3 separate regions of the Mus musculus genome follow, and all the other regions are linked to region 2. A link is a contact called in public HiChIP or PLAC-seq and promoter capture Hi-C data. All regions are on one chromosome and are shown on one strand. The core of a region is the stretch at or near the end of the contact, and the rest is flanking DNA. Distances in the headings are between cores, read along the strand shown.

Region 1 (2,824 bases), core at 264-2,763, 110 kb after region 2:
TCCACTCCAGCTGCGCAGACCTCCCTGTTTTTAGACCAGCTCTAGTTCTTTCGGATCTCAGATGCCCTGTGCTGTTTTTCTCCGCTAAAAAGAGTTTTCCCTCCCTTTTGCAGAGCACAGGCTAACCATCCAGATGGCCAATATCTGTACATTCATACACGGACATGACAAGAGGATGCACATGGCCTGAGGTCTTGGTGGAGGCCCGATTTTGCATTGGCTTTCCTGGTACTTTTTGTTTGACCTTGGGCAAACTAAATCACTTCTCTGGGCCTCGGTTTTACTCCTGTCAATTTGAAAGGGCTCTTGATGAGGTGATCACTTGGAGTAAACTGAAGGGAAAAATTAGGGTCCAGCACTTACCTTTTGGAAGGCAGTAGGAGTGCCCCAATGTACTGTTCTGGTGATATCTGTGGTCCCATCCCTGTGGAGAGAGAGAACTAATACATCTAATTCTGCTGAGGACTTGGGTGGAGGGCCCAGGGCCATGGTCTTCCTGTGTATTTTCTATTGTTTGTTTCTACTGGGCTTTGAGTGACTGGGCTGGAATAGGACATGTGGAAGGGCAAAAGGAAGAGAGAGAACTGGGCATGGTGGTGCAGGCCTGTAATCTTGGTATGCAGGAGAATTAGTTAGGAAGATTGTGATGGCAATGCCAGTCTGGGCTACACAGTGAGATCGTGTCAGGAAGAGGGAAAGGAAGAGAGAAAGAAAGAAAGAAAGAAAGAAAGAAAGAAAGAAAGAAAGAAAGAAAGAAAGAAAGAAAGAAAGAAAGAAAGGTTGATGGATGGGAGGGGGATAGAGGATAGGTACCACCATTAGAATCATATCTCAGCATCCACGTAACAAAGAGACTTAGTAGAGTTCTTAAGGTAAAAGTCACTATGTTCAGGGCATTGCCTATCTCTGTCTATCTGTCTGTCTGTCTGTCTATCTATCTATCTATCTATCTATCTATTTATCTCAATAAATTACAGATGGGAAGACTGAGGTTGAGAACGATGACAATATCCTAACCTTTCCACAGTCATAGCCCTTTACTATTTATAGGACACTTCTGCATCTCCCCACAGAGGGCAGCAGAGCAGGCTTCCTTATTAAAGATGAGGCCACTGAAGCCATTAGGCTGTGAGGTTGTCTCCTTCCCCAAGATTTGGTTAAAGCCAGGCTAGAGAAAATGCTGACTCCGCATAAGATGCTCTTGGCTATGGGCATGGCTTGGAATTCCATGAAAGTGAAGCCAGAGCCACCAGGTCCAACTCACAATCATTAGCTGTAGTGGTTCCCCCAGACAGGCACAGAGCATACCCATCCCATGGGGGAGGCATGGAAAAAGGGTCCCAGGACTCTGGGGCTTCTTGACAGTAGGTCATGGGGCATGGAGAACTTCTTCCTCGGGAGAGAAGAGGAAGTGAGGTGACTATTTCCCTACCTCACCCTCTTCTAAGCATGCCCCAACCCAACACGCCTCCACAAATGTACTTCCTCTTTACAGCCATCTCAAGTTCACACAGCATCAATCTAGTGAGAAGTACAGGCTGCTAAACTGAGCACATGGCAAGCTGGCTCCCCAACAGGTGTGCTATGAACAAGAGCCTCTGTCCTTGGTGCGTTCCACGGGATAGAAGTTGGGAAACCCAATAAAACTGCGAATGATTAGCCACACATTTCAAAGGAATATGGTTAGCTCATTAGGCATGATTGTCACACTGGAACTGTGTAGGTTAACACTGTACAAAAGAATCACTTCTAAAGGGCTTCGTCTTTTATCTGCCTCCATCTCCAACCTTACGTGGTCACTCATCTTGCCACAGGGAATGAGCTGGGTTTAACGACTCTGATGTGGGCTGTGTCTAGGGCTTGCTTGAGTGGGGGAGGATATAGGTGCTCACGTTTGTGCGGCCAGGCAGATCTGTGTAAATAATTTGCAGACTTGAAAAAAATTCCTTAAACAAGTCCAGTCTTTTCCTAATTCTCACCCAGGTGCTGCATGAGTGCCCCTATTATTCTAACCTCTGTGTGTTTTCTACTGTGCAGATGCCCACAATGGGAACACGAGAAGGCTGCTCAGGGCTTATTCAATACAGTTCCCTGCTTTAATCAAATGAAGACCTATGACTCAGGAAAGCCAGCTTCAGCCAGCCTCAGGAAACCCAGAATGCCTGAGCTGAGAGCTAGGCCAAGGCACAGTGGGGTGGGTATACATACCAGTATTGCCCCCCAGAATCCACCAGGTACATCTCATCTGAGGACAGCTTACGGTGCAGCTCTTTTGTTGGGCTAGGAATGAAAAACAAATACTGAGAGGAGAGACTCCGAACCCTGCACTGGGCAAACAGGGTGGAGCTGAGGACAGGGGCTAAGGAGAAACCGAAGAACTCCCTTTACTTGGGGGCTAGCCTTCCAGGCTCTCTGCTCTGGGGAAATCATCTGTACACATCTGCCAATCCTGGGAAGCACTTGGCTCTGACAGCAGCTGCAGCTGCTGTCTTAGTACACTTCTGTTTATCCTGCATATGGCTAAGCAGGACCTTGGTCCTTGGAAAGAGGAGCTAAGAGTTTCAGAGGCTACTTGGTTTGGCCATCTCTCCTCGAATAAGAACAAACCCACAGAGGCAAGAGGCTTGCACGAGGTACACAGCAAAGCAAAGAGGTTCTGGGCCTGAACTCTCTTTCTCTGTAAGTTCTTGATACATCCAAGAGGGCCCCAAGGAGCTAGTGCATAGGAAGAGAGGGGACTTTAAAAATAGGACTGGACAACAATATTTTAGGGGACTAAGGTATATCAGCTCTACCACTCTCGAGCTTCCATGGGCAAGGGTTG
Region 2 (3,252 bases), core at 674-3,173:
GGTGGCTCACGACCATCCATAATGAGATCTGATGCCCTCTTCTGGTGTGTCTGAAGACAGCTACAGTGTACTTACATATAATAAATAAAGCTTTGGAGCCAGTGGGGCCAGAGCAAGCAGAGGTCCTGAGTTCAATTCCCAACAACCACATGGTGGTTCACAACCAACTGTACAGCTACAGTGTACTCATATACATAAAAGAAACACACCTTCAAAAATATTTGTACAGAATAGCAATGAAAATGAAAAAATAAAATTAGAAAGACAACACTGTTCACAATAATACCAAAAGAAATGAAATGTTTCAAAACTAAGCTTAGCAAAAAAAAATATTATGTAGACTTATACACAAAAACTGTGAGGGCCATGGAATGACTCAGTGGGTAAAGACACCGCACTTAGTGCCAAGCCTGATGATCCGAGTCTCATCCTTGAGACACACATGGGAACTGATTCACAGGTGTTTTCCTTTGACCTCTACATCTCACTACAGCGACACATAGACACAAATACTAGGGGAATGTAGAAATAAAGTATGAATCATTACTTAAGGAAATGGAAGAAGATCTACAGAAATGGAGAGGAATTCCATGTCCCTGAATTGAAAAACAGCTTTCCTAAGATAGCAATGTATATCAAAGTGATCTATAAATTACATAAAATCACTATTAAAATTCTAGTAGGTTTTAAAGAGAAATAGACTGTCAACCTGTTTCTGAAAGTATATGGAAATGCAGTGTGTGGGAATGCAAGGGACTCAGAATAGCCAAACAGTTTTGCAAATTGCAACACTTGTGCTTTCATATTGGAAAACTCCCCATAAACTCTCAGTAATCAAGATAATGTGATGCTGGCACAGAGAAAGGAATATGGCTGGAACAGAATGGAGAGTCCAGAACAGAAAACCTTATGCAGGCGCTAATCTTGTTTGTCATCTTGACACCTCCAGGGAAAGGGAATCTCAACTGAAGAACAGCCTTCATCAGACTGGGGTCTTATGACCCGAGCCCTGGCTGGACTGCAACTTGCTCTGTTACTCAGGCTGGCTTTGGAGTCAAGGCAATTGTCCTGCCTCAGCCTCCTGAGTGCTGGTAACAAATAGAATCTGATCCCTGTCTTCTCAAGGTATATAGGGTTATTTATTTCTTTTCTGCTTAACTTTTTAATTGTTTTTATTTGGGGATATGCTTGTACTAAGTAGTTTTAATTTTTTCTGCAGTGTGATGAGGATCTCTGCTTGATTTAAAAATACATGTTTTTATATATAACTCAGGGCGCTGATGTGTAGCAGTTTCCTCCAAGACTAAAACCTTCCCTCTTGGAAGAAGTCTTGTTACGACACAGGACCTTTCCAAGGGAGGTGAAACAACCGGAAGTTCTGAAGAGCTTTGCTGTGTGAAACACCCTGTCATTCAGGGAAGCTGTTAAATTCAGGAAGTAGTCAGGGGTGGGGGTGGTAGGGTGTGGTGCATGCCTTTAACCCCAGCACTTGAGAGGCGGAGCCAGGCAGATCTGCGTTTGTATGCCATCCGGGTCTACAGAAAAACATCCAGGATAGTCAAGACTGCACAAAGAAACCCTGGCTCAAAAAAATCAGAAAGTAAACAGTTCGATAGCTTCAGGGAGTCTCTGAAATTGACTCGACTCCCTAAGCCTCTACCCTCCCCCCCCCCAAATACATATAAACTCTAAGGATTGTTGAAAGCCTCTCTTAAAGAGGCAGCTGAGCAGCCTTGAACATGGTCAGAGCCACTGAGGCACATGGAAAGGACTCTCTCCAACCTGTTGAGCTGCCTGCAGGCTGTGCAGTGTGCTCCAGGTCCCCGGCTTTGTGAGCTCTCACCCACGCTGGGGTGGGCTTTGGTGATGAGGGTAACTGTGTCTGAGTTGTTTCTGCTCTGGTAAGTAACCACTTACCCATACTACTGTAACACTAAGAGACCTTGGTGGTGTCTGTACTTTGATCTCTTGTGGGCTCCCTCTCTGGGGTGAGTAGATATTTGTTCCCATCTCTCTAGGAATAGTGTCACACAACAGGCTTATGCTTGGGTTGTCAAGCTTTGTGGCCAGTCAATTTATTGATTAGTGATTTTGTTTAATATTTCGAGTGCAATGTTTCCACCATTTCTTAGCACTCACTGGTCAGTTATTCTCAGCACCTTGTCCAATTATGAATTTTTATAGTAAGTGCTGTCCAGTGCAAAACCAGGTTCCTCTCACCAGTGCTAACAATAGTATCATTTTATGAGCATAAACACAAATACTTCTGGAAGCAATTTGAAAGGCACAAAATATCCATTTAGCAAAATAATAGTAGTAGATCCCATACAAGGGCCTCCCTAGCTTCCTAAATCTAGGTTTTTCCATCAGGTTTCCTATACCATGCATAAATTCATTCCTGTGAACCTGGCCTCAACTTTAACCAGAAAGTCATTGGTTACCCTCATAACCATGCTACTATTTAAAAGAGAACTCTTGCCTGTGTATCAACCTCTCCCCACCCCCCAACCCCCGCCCTTTTTTGAGATAGGATCTCTCAGTGAACCTACAGCTTTCTGACATAGCTAGGTTGGCTGGCCAAGGAACTGGAGTTACAGCTGTACACCACTGTATCTGATGCTACATGAATGTTGAGGGGTCTGAATTCAGGTCCTCACGCTCGAGTCATAGACTAGTAATTGAGCTGCTTCTGTTGACTGATGAATTGGTTATTTGTCATTATGAAATGCTTCTCCCTACCTCTGATCCCTGATTATACTCTCGTGTTGAAGTATATTATACCTATGCCTTAATTAATATAGCCAGTGCCTTTGATACATTTATTGCTTATATTGCTTAGCACTTTTTAGTTTTACTTTCAATGCATCTCTCTATATATTTAAAGGGCATATTTTTTATTCTATTGAATATCAGACTCAGGACTTCATCCATACTAAACAAGCTATCAACCATTGAATTTGTGAGAGTTTGAATGGGATTGGCCCCTATAGACTTATTTGTTTGAATACTTGGTCCTCAGTTGGCGACACTATTTGGTAGGATTAGGAGGTTTGGCTTTAGTTGGAGGAGATATGACACTGGGGGCAGGCTTTGAGGCTTCAAACCCCTAGCTATCCCCAGTGCACTCTCTGCTTCCTGCTTGTGGTTCGAGATGTGAGCTCTCAGCTTGCAGTTTCAGCTGTCCTGTCTGCTGTTTCCCAACCCCTATGGACACTCATCTCTCTGGTGCCATAAGTCCAAATAAGTTCCTCC
Region 3 (3,108 bases), core at 27-2,526, 110 kb before region 2:
CCTTTCCTTAAAAGCCATCAAAAAAGCTTGGATCCGGGGCTTAAATTATCTAAACCCCAGGTCCACACCATGCCAAGCAACATTACCTGGCAGGAATAAGACACAAACTAGGCTGCCCCCAAGGGAGGGAAAGTGCAGCCCTCGACGCCTTCCACCCCTCCAAAGCATACCACTAGGAGATTTAGATGGCCAAGGATAAGAGGGAGACGGAAGGGGTGCTGGAAGATTGGAAGGATTGTGGTGGGGAAGGGTCCACCGACCCCGAAGAGCAGAATCCAGATGCTAAGAGGTGGAGTGGTGGGGTGCGGCATATTGCAGACGGCGTCTTCCCTCGGTTTTCCGGGAATCGCCTGGGAAGCCCGTCCAACACCGGGAGTTGCTTACCAGTCAGTCCCCTAACCCCATTTGTGCGCGGGAGGCGACCGGAGCCCAGCTGGGAAGCCCGGGCACAAACTCCGCGGAAGCTGGCCTTCGCCGCCACCGCCGCCGCCGCCGCCGCCGCCGCCGCCGCCGCTGCCGCCGCGCTGCCTCGGGCCTCCCTCCCTCCGCTTTCGGCCCCGCAGATCTACCTTCGCCCCCGGCCGAGGCCAGACCCCGCTTGCAACTCCACGCCCCTACTCCACCCCCTGCTCTCCCTCCCCTCGCCCTCTCCTCCCGGTCGGGCCCAGCCCCTAGCGCCGCCCCGCCCTAGCGCTCGGTCCAGAGCCCAGCAAGTGCCCCGAACTCGCCCCCCACCCCCACGCCCAGGCCAGCCGGGCCGGGCCTGCTCTCCCCCCTCCCGCTGCGCCCCGCCCCCCGAATCCACGTCCTACTTCGCCACCCAACTCGGCCCGGTCCCGGTTCGTCCCGCGCCCACGCCGCCAGAGTCCGCGGTTCGGTCCGGTGCACGGTCACCCACCCCGCCCTTGCCCGGGTGCCGGCCTGCCTGCCCTCGGCAGCCCGCCGGAACGCGCGGTCCCTATCTGAGTCCGGCTCGGGGTGCCGGCCTCGGTCCTGGCGGCGGTGCAGCGTCTCCACGAGGGCTCGGATCACGCAAGATCCGAACCCGCGCAGGGTGGGGGCTGCGAAAAGCAAGTTTCTTTATCCTCCCCCCCCCCGCCCCCGCCGCAGGGCCACGCCGTTCCCGCCCCCGTCACAGCGCCCCCTTCACCTGGGCAGAGCCCCCCGGCTGCTGTCGCAACTTTGCTCTTCTCCACACCGCCCGGGAAGCGGGCGAAGCGGGAGTAGGAGGGAGGTGGCGGGAGGGGGGGTGCTGGGATCAGGCCGCTGGGCTCCCGGAGGACACGTGGGGGAGGAGGGGAAGGAGGAGGAAGAAGGGGGCGGGCCTGCACTTCTCGGGGCTCCCCCCTACCAGCCCCAGGGAAGCCGGAACCTCGCTGGGCAGCCGCAGACCCCGCACTGGCCACGGGGAAGAACGGAGCCACCTTTCCCCAGCCAGTCCTCCGCTCCAGGAAGGGGGGGGGGGTGCCGCAACGCCGTTCGGGGTCGGAGAGCGATCGTTTTCGCTCCTGGTTGATGTGTAACACGCTCTCCCCGTTTTGTTGTTGGTTTTTTTTCTTTTCTTTTCTTTCTTTCTTTCTTTTCTTTTTTTTCTTTTTTTGACTCGGTCTATGTAGGAGGGCGGGGGTCTCGCCCGAGGGGAACGCCCCCGCCAGACACCCCGCCCTTCCTCCGGGCCCCCCACTTCCCCACCCTTGGCGACCTCCGCGCGTGGTTCTGGCGCTCCAGCACTGAGGCCGCGCTCAGGCGCAGTCCTAGCCCGGGCGCCGAAGTGGGACAGGTGCTAGGGCAAGAAAAAATGCCCGGTCCTCGCCGCCTCGCCTCGCCTCCCGAGTCCGCTCGGCCCACTCTTCGTGGCAACCTCCCAGGCTGCAAAAACCTTGGGTCACCCTCAGTGGATATCACTTGCTAGGGTGTGGAGGCATCTGGTTTGGCGGGGAGACCCGAGGGAGGAAGGGACGAAAGGTCTATAAAGAGGAAAGCTTGCAAGACTTTGCAGAGGGAAATCTGCCTAGAAGGACCTAGGGCTTGGTTTCTGCCTGCTTTCCCTCTGGGCTCTTGAGACACCAATCTGAGTCCCCTGACCCTTCCCCTTTACCCTAACGACCGCCTGCCAGGCCAAGGGAGTATAAATCCTTCCTGTGTTTATATCGCCGGCCATCCCTGAGACTTGAAGGGCTTATAGGCTTGTGGACCACATTCGAACTCTGCTGACTTACATTAACTCCAAGGAGAGAGGCTTTGAGGAGGGAAAGCTGCTGCTTGACATGACTTTCAGTCTTAGGTTGTTTCTTAGCAGCTCCAACCCTGATCTGATGGTGAGGACTTCCAAGGTATTGTCTCTACCCAGAGGGTATCAGGAAACATAGTCAACAGTTCCTAAAGGATTCGAAACAGGATGTGAAATAACAGGAACTTGGGAAAATAATCTCTATGTCCAGACATATTGATATTATTTAGTATATATTTATCTATGCTAAGGAAGCCAGAGAGGTCATTTGAACTAGAAGGAAACCCTGCTGAATTAATGACTTTCTCTTCTCCCTACCCCCACCCCCCATTCCCACCCCTCTAGGCCCAGAAGTTCCATCTCTGAGCTAGGGGGTGTTTTGTTTTTGTTTTCTTCTTTGTGAAGTCTTCATGGATGGCAGTTGAGACTTGCCTGCTGTTCCCCTCACCTGGTCTGAGAGATGTATATGAGAGCAGCTAAGGCTCTGGTGGTCTTGCTATTGTCTGAGATCTGCTGTTAGTACCCCAATTGCCTGTCCTCACCACCCTCACCACTAATTCGAGCAATGTATATATAGTAGGGCCACCCAATTTTCCCCCTTTGGGAATCTCTTCACTAGTTATTTTACTTGGCCACACCTGCCCTCCAGTGCACACACCCACACACCCACACCCACATTTAAAAACTGTTTTGCACCAAGCAAAAATGAGGATTCAGAAATATGTTTGAGTTCATCAACATATGAACTCAATATGCATCACTTAACAGGGAAATCACCTCCATGTGCCTTGCTCTTGCCTATCCTGCTTTAAGTTGTCTGTCTTCGCTGATTTTAATTATTCTGGTAATTACTAAATCGCCACTAATCTTAAGGCCTT

Evidence for each region. Promoter capture Hi-C pulls out the DNA fragments that hold promoters and counts their contacts. HiChIP or PLAC-seq counts read pairs in DNA pulled down with a chosen protein or histone mark.
Region 1: a promoter capture Hi-C map of the HPC-7 cell line shows a contact between it and region 2. The contact joins two enhancer-like sites. A contact is called at or near these places in 8 of 39 promoter capture datasets (the C10 cell line, the HPC-7 cell line, cranial neural crest and 4 more), 3 of 484 Hi-C or Micro-C datasets (the G1E-ER4 cell line, Sertoli cells and embryonic fibroblasts), 1 of 115 datasets of contacts at active chromatin or transcription factors (the HPC-7 cell line) and 1 of 9 other capture datasets (adipose tissue).
Region 3: an H3K4me3 HiChIP or PLAC-seq map of embryonic stem cells shows a contact between it and region 2, with 13 read pairs. The contact joins the promoter of Bcorl1 here to the enhancer-like site in region 2. A contact is called at or near these places in 4 of 39 promoter capture datasets (the C10 cell line, embryonic stem cells, liver and 1 more), 2 of 484 Hi-C or Micro-C datasets (bone marrow-derived macrophages and muscle stem cells) and 2 of 115 datasets of contacts at active chromatin or transcription factors (the 230-238 cell line and embryonic stem cells).

The regions. Positions count from the first base shown.
Region 1 is chrX:48,126,325-48,129,148 of GRCm38.p6, reverse strand. Xpnpep2 (X-prolyl aminopeptidase (aminopeptidase P) 2, membrane-bound) reads right to left here. Exons shown (of 21, transcript NM_133213.2): 14 at 2,209-2,280; 15 at 364-424. Among named protein-coding and RNA genes, the nearest start is that of Sash3, 19 kb to the left of the region's middle. Within about 2 kb of position 1,513, at least 81 of the 459 cell types and tissues checked have an H3K27ac peak or open chromatin away from gene starts, as enhancers often do. A contact at or near this core is called in the G1E-ER4 cell line and the HPC-7 cell line, where this site is marked.
Region 2 is chrX:48,232,847-48,236,098 of GRCm38.p6, reverse strand. No RefSeq gene overlaps it. Among named protein-coding and RNA genes, the nearest start is that of Gm24038, 4.2 kb to the right of the region's middle. Within about 2 kb of position 1,923, at least 113 of the 459 cell types and tissues checked have an H3K27ac peak or open chromatin away from gene starts, as enhancers often do. A contact at or near this core is called in the G1E-ER4 cell line, the HPC-7 cell line, bone marrow-derived macrophages and 2 more, where this site is marked.
Region 3 is chrX:48,339,526-48,342,633 of GRCm38.p6, reverse strand. Bcorl1 (BCL6 co-repressor-like 1) reads right to left here and starts at 1,276. Exons shown (of 15, transcript NM_178782.4): 1 at 1,151-1,276.